Regions from separate parts of the Sus scrofa genome. Here regions 1 and 3 are each linked to region 2. A link is a contact called in public HiChIP or PLAC-seq data. All regions are on one chromosome and are shown on one strand. Each heading gives the region's core, a stretch centred on a gene start, on an enhancer-like site or on the middle of the called end of the contact. The rest is flanking DNA. Distances are from core to core; before and after follow the strand shown.

What was found. HiChIP or PLAC-seq counts read pairs in DNA pulled down with a chosen protein or histone mark.
Region 1: a contact with region 2 is called in an H3K27ac HiChIP or PLAC-seq map of skeletal muscle. The contact joins two enhancer-like sites. A contact is called at or near these places in 4 of 47 Hi-C or Micro-C datasets (embryonic fibroblasts and liver) and 2 of 2 datasets of contacts at active chromatin or transcription factors (alveolar macrophages and skeletal muscle).
Region 3: an H3K27ac HiChIP or PLAC-seq map of skeletal muscle shows a contact between it and region 2. The contact joins two enhancer-like sites. A contact is called at or near these places in 1 of 47 Hi-C or Micro-C datasets (embryonic fibroblasts) and 1 of 2 datasets of contacts at active chromatin or transcription factors (skeletal muscle).

Annotation. Positions count from the first base shown.
Region 1 is chr13:96,366,970-96,370,355 of Sscrofa11.1, reverse strand. All of the region lies in intron 14 of KCNAB1 (potassium voltage-gated channel, shaker-related subfamily, beta member 1), which reads right to left. It also overlaps a transcript of SSR3 not described here. Among named protein-coding and RNA genes, the nearest start is that of SSR3, 22 kb to the left of the region's middle. Within about 2 kb of position 1,380, at least 15 of the 83 cell types and tissues checked have an H3K27ac peak or open chromatin away from gene starts, as enhancers often do. A contact at or near this core is called in skeletal muscle, where this site is marked.
Region 2 is chr13:96,926,741-96,930,117 of Sscrofa11.1, reverse strand. No RefSeq gene overlaps it. Among named protein-coding and RNA genes, the nearest start is that of CCNL1, 76 kb to the left of the region's middle. Within about 2 kb of position 1,302, at least 46 of the 83 cell types and tissues checked have an H3K27ac peak or open chromatin away from gene starts, as enhancers often do. A contact at or near this core is called in skeletal muscle, where this site is marked.
Region 3 is chr13:96,293,028-96,296,185 of Sscrofa11.1, reverse strand. KCNAB1 (potassium voltage-gated channel, shaker-related subfamily, beta member 1) reads right to left here. Exons shown (of 15, transcript NM_001105294.1): 4 at 2,680-2,717. Among named protein-coding and RNA genes, the nearest start is that of SSR3, 96 kb to the left of the region's middle. Within about 2 kb of position 1,260, at least 6 of the 83 cell types and tissues checked have an H3K27ac peak or open chromatin away from gene starts, as enhancers often do. A contact at or near this core is called in skeletal muscle, where this site is marked.

The DNA of each region.
Region 1 (3,386 bases), core at 131-2,630, 560 kb after region 2:
GAGCTGTGGTGTAGGTTGCAAACATGGCTCGGATCCCACGTTGCTGTGGCTCTGGTGTAGGCCGGTGGCTACAGCTCCAATTGGACCCCTAGCCTGGGAACCTCCATATGCCGCGGGAGCAGCCCAAGAAATTGCAAAAGACAAAAAAAAAAAAAAAAAAAAAAAAAGATGCTTTACATGTTTTAAAGTACTAAGTCTTTCAAATCAGGTGTACATTTGACACTAAGAGCACATCTCCATTTGGATTGGCTGCCTTATGTGCACTTAATAGCCACCTGTGAACAGCAGGGGTCCAAAGATAAGGAGAGAATCAGTTAGAATCCTTGTGAGGGATTAACAGGAATACCAGGTAGAGAGAATAGCGTGAAAAAGTGGAGTCTGTGAAATGGAGTGATAGAAGTGTAGAGTGAATGAATGAAGTGTGGGGATGGTGGGAATATGGAAAAAAGAAATTCCGGTAAAGAGTGGAAGGCCTCGAATTCCATTTTTTGGAGTTGGGGCTTAATGCTGTAGGCAGTGGGAATTTCAGAGGACTTCTCAGCTGTGAGTGACCCCATTAGACACCTAGAGGTATTTTGAAGGATGAGTTGGAAGGAGATTGAAAGGGGACACAGATGTTAGAAATTAATTGCAGTCCCAGCCAGAGACAATAAGCATTACCTAGACAGTTAGCAGTGGAGTAGAAAAGGAGAGTGACTTGGAGAGACATTTTGGAGGCTGATGGCAACTTAAAGACTGGGTGACTAGGAAGATACTGATACAGGATCCACAGAAGTCTGGAGCACAAGAAGTTTGGAGTAGGATGTGTTGAAGTGAAGGTGCCTATGGGATCTCACGTAGAAGTGACTGGTAGGAGTTCCCATCGTGGCTCAGGGGTAATGAACCTGACTAGTATCCGTGAGGACTCAGGTTTGACCTCTGGCCTTGTTCAGTGGGTTAAAGATCTGGTGTTGCCTCAAGCTGTGATGTAGGTCGAAGACGTGGCTCAGATATAGCATTGCTGTGGCTGTGGCGTAGGCCCACAGCTATGGCTCCAATTCGACCCCTAGCCAGGGAACTTACAAGTGTGGCCCTAAAAAGACAAAAAAAAAAAAAAGAAGTGACTCGTAGGCAGCCAGAAGGGCAGCTGTGGACCTTAGTGGTAGCAAAGGACTGGAGTTGAGAGTTTAGGAGTTATCTGCACCGTCATGCTAATTGAAGCCCTAGGAAAGGGTGAGATCATCTAGGGCTAGCTAGTATTTATTGCAAGAAATAGGCCAAGGGCATGTGTTACACTAGGACAAGGAACAAAGGCAGACTTTCTTTCAGGAATAGTCTGACCCTCTGTGGAGACCGTGGTGAAATACATTCCTGATGACTGATGCTGAGGTTTGAGCCTCACCCTTCCTCTGCCTGCAGTCATGTTGGCCAGAGTGACCTTGTCTCCACTCAGTGCTCTCCTCAGAAGCCTTAGAGTTTGGTGGAATAGTGTAGGACTTCCTCACTGGTTCTGGTAACGCTTTCCTCTCCTAGAAGAGAGTTTGGTTTCCCACCAGCTCTGGAGCATCAGAGATCTAAACTACTGTGCTAAAGTGAGACTGCAGCAATGAGACCCAAATCTAGAAACTGGATTTGTTGGAAATTTTGGGTCTAAAATATAGTGGGTTAGCCATGTGAGGAAAAAACATTCTTCATTCATTACACCAATAAGAAAAGAGATCTAAACATTAGAAAAATGAAACCATAAAGTACTTGAATAAAACATGAAATATATACATGTATATATAGTGTTGCAAGACTTAAATATTCAAGAAAAGCCATAACATCCAGAATTTTATGTGAAGTTGCTGCCCATTTTTTTTTAAATGTTGGCAACTGTTTGAAAACATTTTCATCTACTAGAGATCACACAAACATCCCACGAGCTAGCAGTTTTGCAACCAAGGTGTTACCCTGAGTGCAATAATTGGGGAGTGAGGGAGGTCTGGCAAGTGTCACGGGCTGGCAGGTGTCAGGGAAGTCCTTCCAGGACTGAGTCACTTTGAGCTGGGCCTTGGGGATGGACCAGGATTTTTCCAGGCTAGGGTGGTGGACACTCCGCAGGGGGAGGACCACTATTCTGGGGATTAGGATCCCAGAGGAGGTGAGGGAGGGGTGATGAGCCCTGGATGGGAAGGGCCTGAGTGCTGAGGAGTCGGACTTCCCTGAGTAGCTGGTGGGGAACCTCACAAGGGCTTTGAGGCTGGAGGTTGGGGACCTGAGCTGCTGACGGGACTGCCTGCAGCTGTGGCTTCTTTCCTGTTTCTCCTGTCTGCTGATGCTTAGCAAAACCTCTCCAGTTTATGCTCACCTTAGGTACATTCAAAGAAGCAGCTGCCTGCCTTTGCCCATTAGAAATTTCCTTATAACTGCTGGCACTGCATGCTTTCTATCTGCTGGGAGTCCCCAGCGGCCCCAATCTAGTAGCCTCACTATATCAAGGGGCCCAGTCACAGCTGACTGAGGGCAGAACCTTTGGTGCTGGGCTGGCCAGAGGTGGGAGTAGAAAGGGAGAGGATATGGTAAGCTGTCCTGGTAGCAGCTTCTTGCTAAGACAACATCCTTTTCTCTTGTGCATTGAGCATGGAAGCCCGAGCATAGAAGCCCGTCCTGCTACCAGCCAGAGCCCTGCTGGGAGGAAATGCTCTGGGGAGATGACTGACTCATTTTTCCACTGAAATGTATCTTTAGCTACCTACAGTACTCCCACAGTCCAGGAGCTGCCTCTCTCTCTCTCTTTTTTCAACCATTCCAGCAATATTAGCTCCCCCTTTGGATGTCAGTGATCACTCTATTAGCATGACAGGAATCCTCAGCTCATCCCTCTTCTTGCCAAGGCATCCAAAAGTCCAGTCTCTCTTTCCAAAGCCTACAGAATCCTACTTTACCTACAAAGCCACCATCCTTGCTAGTCCAGCCAACACCTGTTACCTGGACAATCCATCCTTGCCTTTTCATTCTGCTTTTCACACAGCAGTGAGAGCAATCTTTAAAAATTAAAATAACAGCATGTCCCTCCTCTTAAAACCCTCCAAAGAATTTGCTACATGTAGAACAAAACTCATGACTCCTCTGGAGTCCTGTGTGATCTGTCCCCTGCCTGTGCCCTTCGCCTCTTTTGCTCACTGCATGTTGGCCACATTAGCCTCAGGCTGGTGCTTCCTAGAACAAGCCAAGTGCCTCCCCACCTCAGGGCCTTTGTACTCCTCTTCCCTGCGTCTGCTCTTTCCAGCGGTTTTCACATGCTGTGTCCTCCACTTCAGGTTTCAGAACACACATATCCCAGAAGGGCCTTGGGCAAGGATATTACCTAAAAGCAGGCTCACTCATTTCCCAGTTAGGCTGTATTGCAACACTATATTTACTTA
Region 2 (3,377 bases), core at 53-2,552:
ACCCAATTGCTCCTTCTTGGGCTTGTCCCGCCTAGGAAAAGAGGAGAGAGGCCCATGTGATAAAGCAGAACTTCAAACATAAACTGCACCACCTCGCAGAACACATTTTACCCTGATAAGAGGCCCAGACATATCTCTGCAGCCACCATGAGTCACAGTGAGAGTTCTGAGGGGAGGGAGGGGGAAGGACCGGCAGCAGGAGGAAAGATAAACAGAGGCCATTTCCGCCTTTCCCTGTCTTGCCAGGTCATGTAACCCTGTGTGAATGTCCCTGAGCGCGGTAAAGTACCTTCGCTCTAGTGCTGCCCAACATCTGTCTGGAAATGAGTACGTGATTGTCTCGTGAACGCCTGTGCGCCCAGCGCTTTTGACTTCTCAAAGCATTGCATGAATATTTGTTTGAGAGACTTCCAGGTGCAGATTTTGTTTTAAGCCATGTGCACTTTATCTAAGTCCTGGGACCCTAGCAAGTATGTCCTATTTTTTTTTTTTTCTTTTTCTTTTTTAAATTACCGCTTTACAGACGAGGAAACTGGGACTTAGAGAGGTTAATTGCTTCAGAAGTCCATCCAGCCAGTAGCGGGTTCCTGCAAATCATCAAATCAAACCCAGGTCTGTGTCACTGTAAGCCCAATTCTGGAGTGGCCACAGTTACAATGCTTCTGATGTATTTGTGGTTATCTCCCATACCATACATATATTTAGTACACAGTGTACATCCAGGCACCTGATAAATGCTCACTGAAAAAGTGCCTAAATCATGCCACTAAGAGCCAGGTTTGGTTCCAGCTGGTAGAGCCCAGAAATGCAGCTTTAGGTGTTTCCCAACACCTCCTGGGAACTCAATGGCCTCATCTGTAAAATGGAGGCATGGAGCAAACGTCCTCTAAGGAACCTTTAGCATTCTTTGGCTCTCTTCCAATGCTGCAGTGTCCTCAACACGCTGCCAGGATCCTGGACGGACAGCGGGGACCAACCGTGCTGGGCTCTTTGCGGGCACCCCCGCCCCTCTGAGGCCGCAGGCGACCAACCGCGTGAGGAGCCTGGAGGAACGCGACCCTTCGCGCATGCGCAAACCCTAGCAGCGGGACCGCAGGCACTCCTTCCGCGCCGGGGTGGGGGGGAAATCAGTGCCCCGGGTAGGGATGGGGTGATCCTGCTAGGACTGAGCCGGGGCCCACGGGGGGGTGGCGCCTGGCCCTCGTTAGGCAAGGCCAGAGCCTCCTCCAAGGCCCTCGGAAAGCTGTTCCCGTGCGGAAGAGCGTGTTCCGGCCTCCGCGCCCTCACGCTGGACGTGCTGGGCAGCACAGAGAGGCCGTTCTTTCCCAACACAGATGGAAACGCTCTCCTGGCACTGCTGCCTGGAGTGTGGAGGAGGGGAGGCCGCGGTGCGGCCGACTCAACTCAGAAAGCCAGAGGATTTTCCGCTTAAAAACCAAGCTGCTGAGTAAAATAAAAACGTGTAAGGTCACCGGGGACATTCAGCCAACTTGGGGTGGGGAATGGGAGGTGTGAGGCGTCACCTGATAGAATAAGCTACTAAAGGGCAGCAGGCACTGCTGGGAGGCCCGCCCTTTATTACTGTTTAGGGATGAATGACAGAACCTGGACAGCTATTTTTACACTGGATGAAACACTGACTGTGTGTGTGTGTGTGTGTGTGTGTGTGTGTGTGTGTGTGTGTGTATTCGGAGAGCTGGGAGTGTCAGGGGACAGGATCTAGGAAGAGAACACATGCACCCTCTTCCTTACTCATCCTGTGATCTTACTCCTCTTGCTGCTGCAGATTTCCTCCCTAAAAGTTAAGAATTACTTATTATTTTGAAATCAGAGAGGGAAAAGGATACTAATCAACAAGTTCCCTAAACGGTGAAAATAAATGAGATCTCAACATTCTGGATTTGCCCCTGTTGGTCCCCTCAGTCTTTTCTCCCCTCGTTTGCCATGATTTGAACATCCAAGTCTAGGGTTATGGACCTGAGTTTTCTTTTTCCTACTCAAGCATCATGGTATGGCCTCCAGGAGGTCTGGGTCAGTGGCTAGAGGAGACAGGGAAAAGAAGAGTCCTTCTACCAGGATGCCATTCATGTTGTCACTGTTTAGTGTACAGCTCCTTCCTGTTAGGACCTAAAAGAAAGACCCGCTTCTTCACATAGGGATAGGGATTTTTTAGGCCATGGTATATGCTGGGAAGGCAGAAAGACATCAGGAAAGGGTGGCTGCTGTGAATATTCAGCTGACCTGAGGCAGCCAGAGCCTATGCCAGAGCTTTACTCTGCAGAACAAATGTGATGCCGAACTGACCAGCCTAGGAGGTGTGATGTGGGAGACAGCTGCCTGCTTCGTGGGGAACCATTGCGTTACCAGGTGACTTCAGACTGCTCGATTTGCCTTGAATCCATTGAACTTCATTTAATTTTCTCTCTGAGACCTAAGAAATCTGGAAAAGGAGATATTGAAAATAATTTTAAAAGTTAAACAAGGCATGAAATAACTTCTATCATTAAAATGAGCTTGTAGAGCTTCACCATTTCAAGGGGATCTTTTATAAGTCTTTTGTCTGAGAAGCATGGAGACAAAAACCTGGAACAAAACAAACCCCTTCACCAAGGAGGAAATGCTACCTGGAGCTCTTGATTTCATTTGTCACTTCTAAGATTCACCAGATCACAATAAGAATATAGGGTAGAAATGTGTGGGGTGGGTGGGTGGGGTTAAACTGTGACTAATTCATCTGTGACTAATGTCTCCAACAATGTGAAAGTCATCTTTACCTTCTGCAAAGGGAAGTTGGAATTCAAAGTTGTAGAGAAGCATCTTTCCTCAGCAGCTACCAAGGGCCTCCTAGATTCCATCACAGCTGGGATCTTAGATGCTCATCCACTTCTTCCAAAGGCAGGTCAGAGAAGATGGTGTTTTATTGAAGAGATAATTCAACCTAGGGGCTCTCTCATAGCAGAATGCCCCCCAAACCTCCCACCCCCCCATTATCTGTAGGCCGGCTCCAATTTAGCCAAGGTTGAGAGGAGAAGCCCAAATTATCATTCTTATTTTTTGTTTGCATATATGTTTGTTTATTCTGTTTTGCTTTTACAAACACAGCAGAACTTCTACATGCAGGTGGCTGAAGACCCTAGAGAGCTTTCAGTCACTAAAAAAAGTGGGAGTGGAGCCATCCACATCCACCCCAGAGGATGCTTTTATGCTAGTCCCCTCTCTTCCATCCCTGGCAGGTTTAACAATGGTGCCACATGGTATGTTCAAGTGTGGGCAAGTTGATCCCTCCCTCCAGTCACCTTTACTGAATGTCACTCTATGTCCATAGTAACTAAACCCAGCCTAAAAATGCAGAAAAGCAGGCTCCTGAAAAGATTAGG
Region 3 (3,158 bases), core at 11-2,510, 630 kb after region 2:
TGGCCTTGCTCAGTGGGTTAAGGATCTAGTGTTGCCATGAGCCGTGGGCTGTGGTATAGGTTGCAGATGTGCCTCGGATCTGGCATTGCTGTGGCTCTGGCGTAGGCTGGCAGCAATAGCTCCAATTAGACCCCTAGCCTGGGAACTTCCATATGCCGCAGGTGCAGCCCTAAAAAGACAAAAGACAAAAGACAAAAAAAAAAAAAAAAAAAAAAAAAAGAAAAAAGAAAAAGACAAACAGAAAAAAAAGAAAACACAAACATATATAAAACTCCGAAAATTAAGTGCTATAAGATGGAAATACACTCTTAACATCATTTTAAAATACTATAATTCATGTGGATAATGTCTACCTTGGTTTTATGATGAAGCCAAGTCATCTTTGGGAGGTACCTCACAGAATCCTCTAATTTTGAATTTGAATCCTTTTGATAATATTCCTGCCAAGTGGCTATTCAATAAATGATTGAACTCTCCCAGTATCAAGGACATCACTACCTCCCAAGGCAGCACTCAGCACATTACTGTGTGTGGTCATCCCAGGATCATGTATTAGTATCTTCTTTGTTCTAATATGACCTTCAGAGATCATCTGAAGCCAGAGTGTGAGCAGGAAAATCTAGGGAGGTGAATTTATTGCTATTGGCCTGTACTGCCTCCTGGAAATAGTTGAGCTCCATCAATTCAGCCACGGGTGTGACTGTGGTCTGGCTGTGCCTCCCTTCCTTCTTGCTGGCAATCTCTCTGCCTGGCCCTGAGGGGGAAGCCACAGTTGCTCTCTGGAAAGACAATAGCTCTTTGTCTGGTCTGTATCCAAGGTAGGAACCTCTGCAGTCATTCACAACAGATTTACTGTGTGGTTTTTAGAATTGTAATTTTGAAAGGATTTGTTTCAGAGGCCAGCCCTTCATACTATGACCTTGGCAAGTTGGGCTCACTACAGCAGAGGAGAAAGCAAAGATGAAGTAGGAAATTATATGTTTATAGTTGACCCCACTGCTCCAAAGGGAAGATACTTTTATCATTTTCCCCTCCAAGCACCATACTAAGCAGTAAAATTTTGTGCATGTTCTGGATACAGGGGATTATTAATTGTAGATATCCTGCCTTCCTTGTCACTTGTTTGGCATCTGATTAAAGTCTGCAGCTATTGCTTCGATATCTAGGGACTTGCCTCTATGCCTCCTCCATGAGTTGTCCTGATGCTAGTCAGAGGTCCTGGACTGGACCCTGGCATGGTCAGCCTCTCCTCCTTCAGAACTCAGGGATTATTCCCCTAGTTGCAAGGAATGCTGCGATGAGAAGGCACTTGGCTAGAGTGAATCACCTAACCCAAGGTCAGACCTGCTTCCCAGGGCAGCCTCTATCCAAAAATTGCTCACACAAGGGATATAAATGCTCACTCCTCTTGCCCCAACCTGGCACAACTCTTCAGGGCCATCTCAGCTTTGGAGCTCCCACAGGGTCAGCTGAGATCATTGCTGAGACTGCATCATGACCCAATCCTAGTAACTGTTCTGCATGCTAATTTCCATTGCAGGTCTGCTTGCCAAGGTCTCCTCTGTGGCAAGCTCTCTGTGGTGACCTAGACAGATAGGAATATGCAGATAAGGCTCTTCCCCCTAGACATATTAAATAATGGTAACCTTGTGGGCTATGTTATTTCCCTAAGTATCTCCTTAGGAATGATAGTAAGAACTACCTTTATAAAGGGCTGGACCTGGGTCAGGCACAGGGCCAAGCCCTTCAGAGGCATCAGTTCACTGATCTCAGGGGCCATCATCTGCATTTTACTGATGTGGCAACTGTTGGTAAATGTAAATGTTAGCAAACCTAAGTTAATGCAGAGTGAGCCGGATCTCACTGAATGTATCCACTCAGATAACTTTCCCTGACTCCTCAGTGGTGTCAAGGAAGGCGAGCAAGGCTTAGAGGGACCAGAGGGGGTTTCTTTAGGGGAGCTGTTGGTACTCAATGCCTCCAAAGCTCACTTATGCCATGAAGGTAATAATTACAGGTAATGGTAAGAATATCACTTTGGTAAACACTGTTCTGAATGTGTAAATAAAGATTTGAAGGAGTTTTGTAGTAAATGCAGTGTTATGGGTCCCATGTATTGAGTGTCTGCTACCTACTAGTCAGAATGTTATAGAGATGTTTGACATGCATGTTATCATGGTTAATTTTTTCAGCAGACCTTCAAGGTCAACACTATCATCCCATTTTGAATATGAGAAACTGAGGACTAGAGAGGATGGATTAACTTGCCCAAGCCAGAATGATCAATTGTCCCAGTTTGCCCTGGACTGAGAGATCCTAAAACAGGAAAGTCCATGCAAACTGGGACCAGTTAGTCACACTCGGTGAATATAAAACACACATACCAGTAATAAAAACGTTTTGTAAAGTGACTAACTATTAGTTCCAACTGGCTTGTTCTCTAGTTACTGAGCCTGAACATATAATAGATTGACAGCTTCAAGGGTTATTAATAGTCTTAATGTGAAAAATACGAGAAGCAAGATAAAATGGAAAATAATCTTTGAGTCAATCTTAACCATTTCTTTTGATTAAAACATTATCCTTGCAAAATGCCAGAATCTCAGGAAGAGTACTCCTATTGTACTGTTCACTCTGCATTTTCTCTAATCAGCATAATGAAAGCCAAAAGTAACTTACCTCATCTGAAATCTGACCTCCAAATGTCACCCATGTTCCTAGAAAAAATAAATATCTGCACGTTATTCATAATTACATTTGTAATATTGTACATGAAGGAAACACTTTTTCTTTTCTTTTTTTCTTTTTTCTTTTGGCCATGCATGCAGCATGCAGAAGTTCCTGGGACAAGGATCAAACCAGAGCTACAGCAGTGACAATGCCAGATCGTTAACCTTCTGAGTCACAAAGGAACTGCAGGAAATACTGTTTCTTACATCAGGGTTACTTTAGTAAACCTACTGCTCATGAAGGTGTCCGGATGAGGAGCACTTGGGAGCTGAAGTCCCGCCTGTCCTCCTGTTGCTAAGTGTCCCAGAATGGGTCTGCATCCCTTCTGGATGCATTTTCTTCATTAATGGCAGACTTAGCCTACTAAATGCTTTTTTTTCTGACACTGGACCATGTATGCTGCAGAGCAAGAAGGCAGTGCCTCAAGC